2 separate regions of the Gossypium hirsutum genome follow, and region 2 is linked to region 1. Evidence: chromatin contacts called from public Hi-C data. All regions are on one chromosome and are shown on one strand. Each heading gives the region's core, a stretch centred on a gene start, on an enhancer-like site or on the middle of the called end of the contact. The rest is flanking DNA. Distances are from core to core; before and after follow the strand shown.

Region 1 (3,768 bases), core at 1,209-3,708:
ATTAGAAAACTTCAAGAAGCAAAACCTATAATCTTTCTTGCCTGTAAAGAGAAGGCAGTATTACTTCAAGCATCAAATTGCTACAAAGTATACACATCGTGTTGGAAAGACAGGTTGGTCTTCAAGTCTTGAAGTAACCCAACTATTATAAAGTGTAATGACATTGAAAAACAAGGAAACCTCTTAGTTGGCAGAGCATAAAGGACCCATTGAGTGTTTTAGTAGTGTATTTTACTTGGCAAGAGTTTAAGATTCTTCATAGCAACAAATATGTTGTATGATAGTTATTCATCGAGTAGTTATTCATCGAGATACTATAGCATGAACACACATCAAATTCAAAGATTCTTTTTAGCAGATAGTTTTAACTTCAGTCTACTCTACATCAGTCCATGTGACTAACATTGTAACAACTAAGATTGACAAAGAAAGAAAAGGAAAAAATAGGAAAAGTGAATGCAGAGAGATAACAGTTTTAGCAATTGAGGCCAAAATATGTCAGTTTCCACTAAACAACCTAAATCCTAGCTTTTGGGGTTCTAGAAAAATAAAAAAATATTGAAACTCGCACTCTTGCAACAACCTAAATCCATGTTCTCACTTCTTTTCCAAAGCTCAATTAGTAGATAAATGTACAACATATGATCCCATCCGAGCACCACTACAAATTCTAATCCACAAAACAAGAGCTGCATTTCTAATGTCCCATAATCAAATCAAAAACAGAAGAAGAAAACATTTGCAACAATGAAAAGGTTTTAGTTTTAGCAAAGCAAAGCCAAACATCAATTTCATGTAGAAATCAGTAAGCTTTATGGAAGCTTCTCTAATAACTTCCAATCTAAGCAAACATCAGAGAAGAACTTTAACATTCACAACCTTGCAAACATGCCAAAATTCCTCAAAAATGTAAAACCCAGAATGGAAAAACGTACACTAAATAGCTAAACCTCAAAAGTCCCAAAAAAGGGGGAAAAAGTAAAAGGCAAAAGCTAATACCTTTTATACAGTTCCCCAAAGGAGCCACCCCAAAGGCGTTTCCTAAACAACCCTTCAGCACACTGGTGGCCTTCCCAAAGCTCGAGCCCACCGGTGACGATCCCAGGGACGAACACAACTGGGTGATTCACCGTCAAGCCCTCTTTCCGCAACTTGACCCCGGGTGGGTCCGTCAACGGCCCTGTTATCGCCTCCGTTACATATTGCGGAATCGAAGCAGGCATTGTATTGTAAAGTAATAACAAGAACCACCACACCGAACATACAAAACCAATGAACCAACAACAACTGTCCCAACATGACCATTTCTTGGAATTATAGCTTTCTTTCCTGGGGCTCTCGTATAGGTTATTCTTCTCATCTTCCTTTACGATGTTGCACCGTAAGTTCTGGGACTTCGAGGAATCCGTCCCCTTCCTCCGCCGCAAAAACGACATCGTTATTTAATGCCAAAATATAATACAGGTTTGTTTCATTAACGGAGACTAATGAGAATCTGATACTAAGACTCTCATTAATTGTGAAAGAAAAAAAGGGGCGGGGGGCTTTTTTCTTCTCACTTGAGCCGGTGACAATAAAAGATAATGACAGCCACCACCGGAGTTAGAGGTGGAAGTATGAGATTGGGTCTTATTTAAGCTTCAAACAGACTCCTTTATTTTGATATTCCAGATTCCTCTGGCGAGGGTCCCACTGTGGGTCGGGGATGGCTAAGGAGGCTAGCGTCTCCTTTTTGGACTTTTTTTAAAGCCTGAGCCTGCGGTATAATCTGTTGGGAGCCGCCGGATTGACGATAGAAACTACGGTGGTCAAAGCATCAGACGGCGGTGGTGATGGAAATTAGAAATGGGTGGATTTCAACGGTGATTGGAGGTTGGAGAGGTGTTTTGAGTCTAATATTTCGGAGTAATTAATAATGTTTGTTATGTGCCAAAAACTAAAGATGCTTTCTGACATATACGCTTGGGAATGGAAGCCACGTGAGTGGGAGCGGATATGTGTAGATAGACCCGAATCGCTCAACGATGTACACGTTCCTGCAATTAAATCAATGATTTTTCAGCTCCAATTTGCCTCAATTTATATTGACCAATTGCCCTAAAAACACAAACCCGCAACACTAGGTTGTTGAGAATGATTAAACTAGTTCTAAAACAGACAACCCTCTGTCAAAAGTTTTACATCAATATTAGTAATAAAAGGAAATTTGTTTTGGAAATGGGTTGGAAGATCTGATACACCACACCACTTCAGGTAGATGGTAAATGATCAACATGCACAAATGCCAAATCTCTCACTATCATTATTAATGGCACTCACGAGTTGATAACATAGCCCAAGTTAAACGAGTTCTTCGGCCTTCCAATGATGAAACTAAGCCCATCGAGTCTCTCCAGTGGGCTTTTTGAAAACTGAGAAAAAAACAAAAGCAGAAGCTCAGCAATCAGCATCACGCACCAATCATTTCATCATCGGATCACACAGTGTATTAAAAAGGTAAAGGAAACATCATCTGAGCCCAGCAACGGCCTACACCAACCACACTCTTCTACTACCAATATACAGCAACAACTGCAGTGCAATGAGTGCATTTATCCCATTAGACCCATAGCTCCTTCGATGAGATTGAGGAGATTATAATTTGGTTTTATCTCTTCCATCTTTTTTCTTTTCTTTTATTAAAACCCTTTTTGTTGTTTAATTTTGTTTTTATTTTGGGTTGGCGCAGAGAATCTTTGATCCTTTTTAATTAAACGTGGCATCATTAAAGAGCTACCTGAGTCTCGAATATCGGGCTCCAGGTCCCTGAAACTTCAGAGGAAAAAAGAAAGAAAAAAAACCCTTAGTTCTCTCTTACCCACCACTGATCCTCAGATTTCTGGGTTTGCATTAAATTTTGCTTCTCTGTACGGTAAACTCGAAAACTTGTTTATTGTATAATCTAGTTCTCAAATTCTGACAAATCATAAATGTAGTTTTCAATGTATTGCTTTTTATTTAAACAGAAGATTTCTCAGCTTTCAGAGAATTTCGAAACAACAATGCTGACGTGCATAGCTCGTTCCAAGCAACCTGGTGATGACTCGGTGAGTCAACAAGAGGAAATGGACTCTTCCACTACTCCTAACACTAAGCACAACCAAGCCATCAAATCCCTCACTTCGCAGGTAATTAGCTTTCAGATTTACGACGTCAAGGTTTTCCGGTTCTTCGTTCTTTGTTTGGCTTTAATGACTGTGTGGTTTAGTTGAAGGACATGGCGCTAAAGGCGTCGGGGGCGTACAGGCACTGTAACCCCTGCACGGCGCAGAGTCGGTTGAGGAACATGGGCGAGTCTGACGCGGACTCGGACAGGTTCAGATGGTCTTATCGTCGGACGGGGAGTTCGAGCTCAGCGACGCCGAGGACGTGGGGGAAGGAGATGGAAGCAAGGTTGAAAGGGATGTCGAGTTCGAGCGGAGAAGGGACGCCGAAATCGTTGAGCGGACGCCGAGTGGACACGGTCGTGTTCGTCGAAGAAAGTGAGCCTAAAGAGTGGGTGGCTCAGGTGGAGCCTGGCGTGCTTATTACCTTTGTTTCACTTCCTCGCGGCGGCAACGATCTCAAGAGGATACGATTCAGGTGCGCCGCGCACTTATTTTTTCTGGATTTTCGCTTTCCATCATATTAAGAAATTTTTATTCCACTTTCGAAATTCGCTGGGAAATGGACTAGTCACGTCACTGCTCCAATGCCTGCCTAGTTTATTGTTAACATCAATAAACGAAC
Region 2 (4,175 bases), core at 53-2,552, 130 kb after region 1:
ATTTACACTCCTAGCCGAGCTTATATATCTATTTTTACCATATTTGAGTGGTTTATTGAGTTAACGTTACTTTTTAGTGTCATAAGTAATTATTGAATTTTTTATACAATAATAAATACTATTATATGGTTTTTTTTTGTCATTTCAAGTTAAATTTAAAAAAAATATATATGCTTGACAAGATTTGAACCCCAAAACACCATGATTTTCAATTTTTTATCATTTCAACTAAATCTTCATTTGATTTTTAAAATATATTTTTTTTATAAATATATTTACTACATAATTTTTTTTCACATCTAATATATGATATATATATATATAATCAGCATATTATTTGTTTGCTTAAGTTTAGGTTATGGATTTTAGAGTTTACTCAAATTTAAGTACATTTGTAAATGATTAATTTACTCATTTATATTATTTTGAATTTTTTTACAAAATTTTATGTAATTACAATTTAATTTTTTTATATTTTTATTGAAATTTTAAATATAGATGATATATTTTAAATATTTACATTATAGTAATATTATATACTATTATAAACTTAATTTTTGTGTGATAGAAATCAAACTACTTATAACATATAACATAATATAGTATAAATTTATATTTTTAATGTGAAAGGATTAAATTGAGAACTTTTAATAATGTTTGCATTTAAACTATTAATTTTTTTATTAGATAACAATGAATACAAAAATAATGGATGGAAAGTGGAAACGACTTGAATTTACTTATTTTTTAACATATTAGATGAATAAAAAGTTGAGAGTTTATTCCGTTGGTATGATTTGAACATCAACTGAATAAATCCACAAACCGAATTTATTTAATAAATCAATTTGATTCATACAATTTAATCGAGTAAGCATCTGCTTCAGTCTAGGCCCATTCCCATAGCAAAGAGAAAGCCCAACATTCAGAGAGCCAGCCTGGTAATAAAGACTGGACCCTACCACTCAGATGCAGCCACGTGGGAAAATGGATTTGATTATTATAATTTTACCTCTTCCACTTTTTTTTAAAAATTTTTAGTCTTGATCCGATTAAATCTATTTAAGGCTATATCTATTTAATCTATACTTTTTCAAAATCTAAAATTTTAATATTGACATAAATAATATTTTTCTACCCAAAATTTGAAAATAACAAAACTTAACCTAATCAATTTAACTGTTATTATTTAGTGAGTATTAAAATTAAATATAATACAGAGATCAAAAATAATTAAATTAAAGCATGGAGACTAAATCCACGTAACTTTCTTAAAAGTAGAAGGACTAATAACAGAAATTAACCATTTGTCTATACCCGATTCCATTCCTTAGCAGCCGTTGTCCATGTACGGAGTAAAGTAGCAAAGAAGTTGTCTTGGCGGCCGAGCGATCAAACAAACCACCTCGAAGAAGCAATCTCTTGTGGTGTACATCCGATGCGTTTTTATACCAGATCAGATCGCCGTAGCCACTACCAAATCGTTTTGGGACAGTTTTCGTAGCATCGACCGAACATGAGTTTCCTCTTTGGCAATAGAAATACCCCTGCAGGTATCAATTTTGTTTTCAAATAATTAGAATTTGTATTAATTTCGAAAATCGCTACTAATTTTGTTGTGATCTGTTCGTATTTGAATTTGATGATGTGATTTTATATTGAGGGCTTTGGTAATTGAATAATTAGAATTAAGGATTTCGATTGAAGTAGTATGTTTCTTATAGTTTTAGAAATAGTTGTGAATTCTGCTAATGACAGGAATTCGAATGCTTTATTTTGTTTATTTGGTTTAATTTTGGATTTTAGGATCGAGTAATTGTATGGTAGTTTGCTAGTTCAAATTTCTAAAAGTAAGGTTTTTGCACTTTATTGAGCCTGTCACTTTAGTGTATCAAAGATCAAGCAAACAAATTGGGTGAATTGTGTATTTTGTGGTTCTCAATTCATTTCCCCTAATGCCGGATTCTCAAGTCATTTTGTATTGTAGATATACATATATTTTTTCAGAGCTTCTGCGAGAAAATAAGCAGATGCTCGACAAATCTATTAGAGAGATAGAGAGGGAAAGGCAAGGAAAAGAAACTGATTGCTGAGATTAAGAAAAGTGCAAAGCAAGGGCAGATGGTGTGTTACATATATTTTTTACAATTTTGTTTTCTATTTTTGCTCAACATTTTTACTTATGCGTAGTTAAAATTTCTCTTAAAAAATTGGTATATCTAATTGAGAGCTTATTAGCTTGGCATTTTTATGTTTTAGTCAGTTATGTGAAGCCTTTTTTATTTTTTTGGTATAAATGAGGTTGCTTTATTGGTGATTTTGATTATGTACTGGCTTGATTCGATGTTTGATGATTAGTTTTATGTGTGAATGACATGTTTGCTAGGATCATATCGATTTATTGCTGATTGTTCTCTACCACTTCACAGATAGATATGATGAGTTATTTTTCTTTTTCATCTCACTCATTTTAAACAAAATGCATCAATTACACTTGCGGCAATTTGGTAGCTTGAGTAATGTGTATGTCTATTTTGCTTCGTATTAGTGGACTAGTGTAGTCATTTCTTGTCTAATTGAGCTTCAATATTGTATTTCGCATCTCTTATCTTGTGAAAGTAGGTTTCTTTTAACTTTCAGATTTAAAAGTTATTGTATATGATCTGCATGTTTCTTATTGACATGAATGGGCTTTGCTGTCCACCGAGCCTACTATCCTTTAAATATTTTGTTCTCGGGATTTTATTTGAGGGATGGCAAAAGACCTTATCCGGACACGCCATCAGATTGAAAAGTTTTATAAGCTCAAATCACAGCTCCAGGGTGTATCTCTTAGAATTCAAGTATGTACTTTTATCCTTGCATTTTATCTGTGTCAATGACTTCTAAGTGTGCAATTTGTTTTACCTAAGTGCTTGACATAGAAAATTATGGCCACACTTCTGATGCTTGTTAAGTAGATGGAAGTCGATAGCTATAATTGGGGAGGGGCTATTACAAAAACTTTTGATATATGCCCTGTTCCATACCATGTATGGGAATTTATATGTGAAAATGAAAAAAAGAAGATATGTTGGAACATCAATTAACTTGATTCTCATCTGAAATTATTTAGAGTTGGGGGATAAATGAACTGCATCAGCAACTGATGTACATTGCAAGATTGAAGCCTAGTGAATTTACAAGTTTTAATTGCTTATAAATCATAAAGTTTGAAACTCGACTGAATTTGCTGTACTGTACAACATCCAGACATTGAAATCAACACAAGCAATGGGAGAGGCAATGAAAGGTGTGACAAAGGCAATGGGGCAAATGAATAGACAGATGAACTTGCCATCCCTGCAGAAAATTATGCAAGAGTTTGAAAGACAGAATGAGAAAATGGAGATGGTGAGTGAGGTGATTGGTGATGCAATCGATGATGCTTTGGAAGGGGATGAAGAAGAGGAGGAAACAGAAGAATTGGTGAGCCAGGTTCTTGACGAGATTGGAATTGACATCAACCAAGAGGTACTATTTTCACCACTTCTTTTTCAGCATATATAAGCACATATAGCTTGAATATGCTGTCCTTACTAACCCTGCTTTTTTGGATCCAATCACAGCTCGTAAATGCACCATCAGCTGCTGTTGCGGCACCAACTGCAAATGGTAAGATTGCACAGGTGCAAGCAACTGGCAATGATGACAGTGGGATAGATAGTGACTTACAGGCAAGGTTAGACAATTTGAGAAGGATGTAGTAACTATGCCTAATTACTTTTGTCTCTGTGTTCCAACTTGGAAATGCGTTTGGATTTTAACATTTGGGAAACATGTACCAGAGTTAGTTGATACAGGATTTCCAAATACGTGGAAATTGTAATAAATTCGCCATTTATTCTTAGAGTAGATTACAATGTGTACTCAAATAATTCCAAAGCAATCAGGGATGCACTTTGCTTCTTTCTGAATGAAGAGAATGGACATAAAATTACTTATGTCCAATATCCACGAACCTTGGGTTACCTCCCTAAAAATTTAAGAGTTGGAAGGTCAAAATAAAATTTCATATCATTTTAATATATAAATAAGTTGGAAATACTAAAATTTGAACTCAAATTTGTTAAATCTCATTCCACCTATATAAAATAAACACCAAGACCTATAATCCAACTCAACTATTTATCCAT

The links. A called contact is a pair of places that touch in the nucleus more often than the background predicts.
Region 2: a Hi-C map of leaf shows a contact between it and region 1, with 3 times the contacts expected there. The contact joins the promoter of LOC107897703 here to the promoter of LOC107897705 in region 1. A contact is called at or near these places in 7 of 34 Hi-C or Micro-C datasets (anther and leaf).

Annotation. Positions count from the first base shown.
Region 1 is chrA06:19,526,379-19,530,146 of Gossypium_hirsutum_v2.1, forward strand. LOC107897705 (protein Brevis radix-like 4) reads left to right here and starts at 2,459. Exons shown (of 6, transcript XM_041115295.1): 1 at 2,459-2,911; 2 at 3,009-3,167; 3 at 3,248-3,621. The coding sequence starts at 3,042. It overlaps LOC107897707 (phospholipid:diacylglycerol acyltransferase 1), which reads right to left and starts at 2,214. Exons shown (of 7, transcript XM_041115292.1): 1 at 1,000-2,214. The coding sequence starts at 1,436.
Region 2 is chrA06:19,659,712-19,663,886 of Gossypium_hirsutum_v2.1, forward strand. LOC107897703 (vacuolar protein sorting-associated protein 2 homolog 1) reads left to right here and starts at 1,303. Exons shown (of 4, transcript XM_016823240.2): 1 at 1,303-1,553; 2 at 2,764-2,843; 3 at 3,253-3,513; 4 at 3,609-3,894. The coding sequence starts at 1,517. The coding sequence ends at 3,746.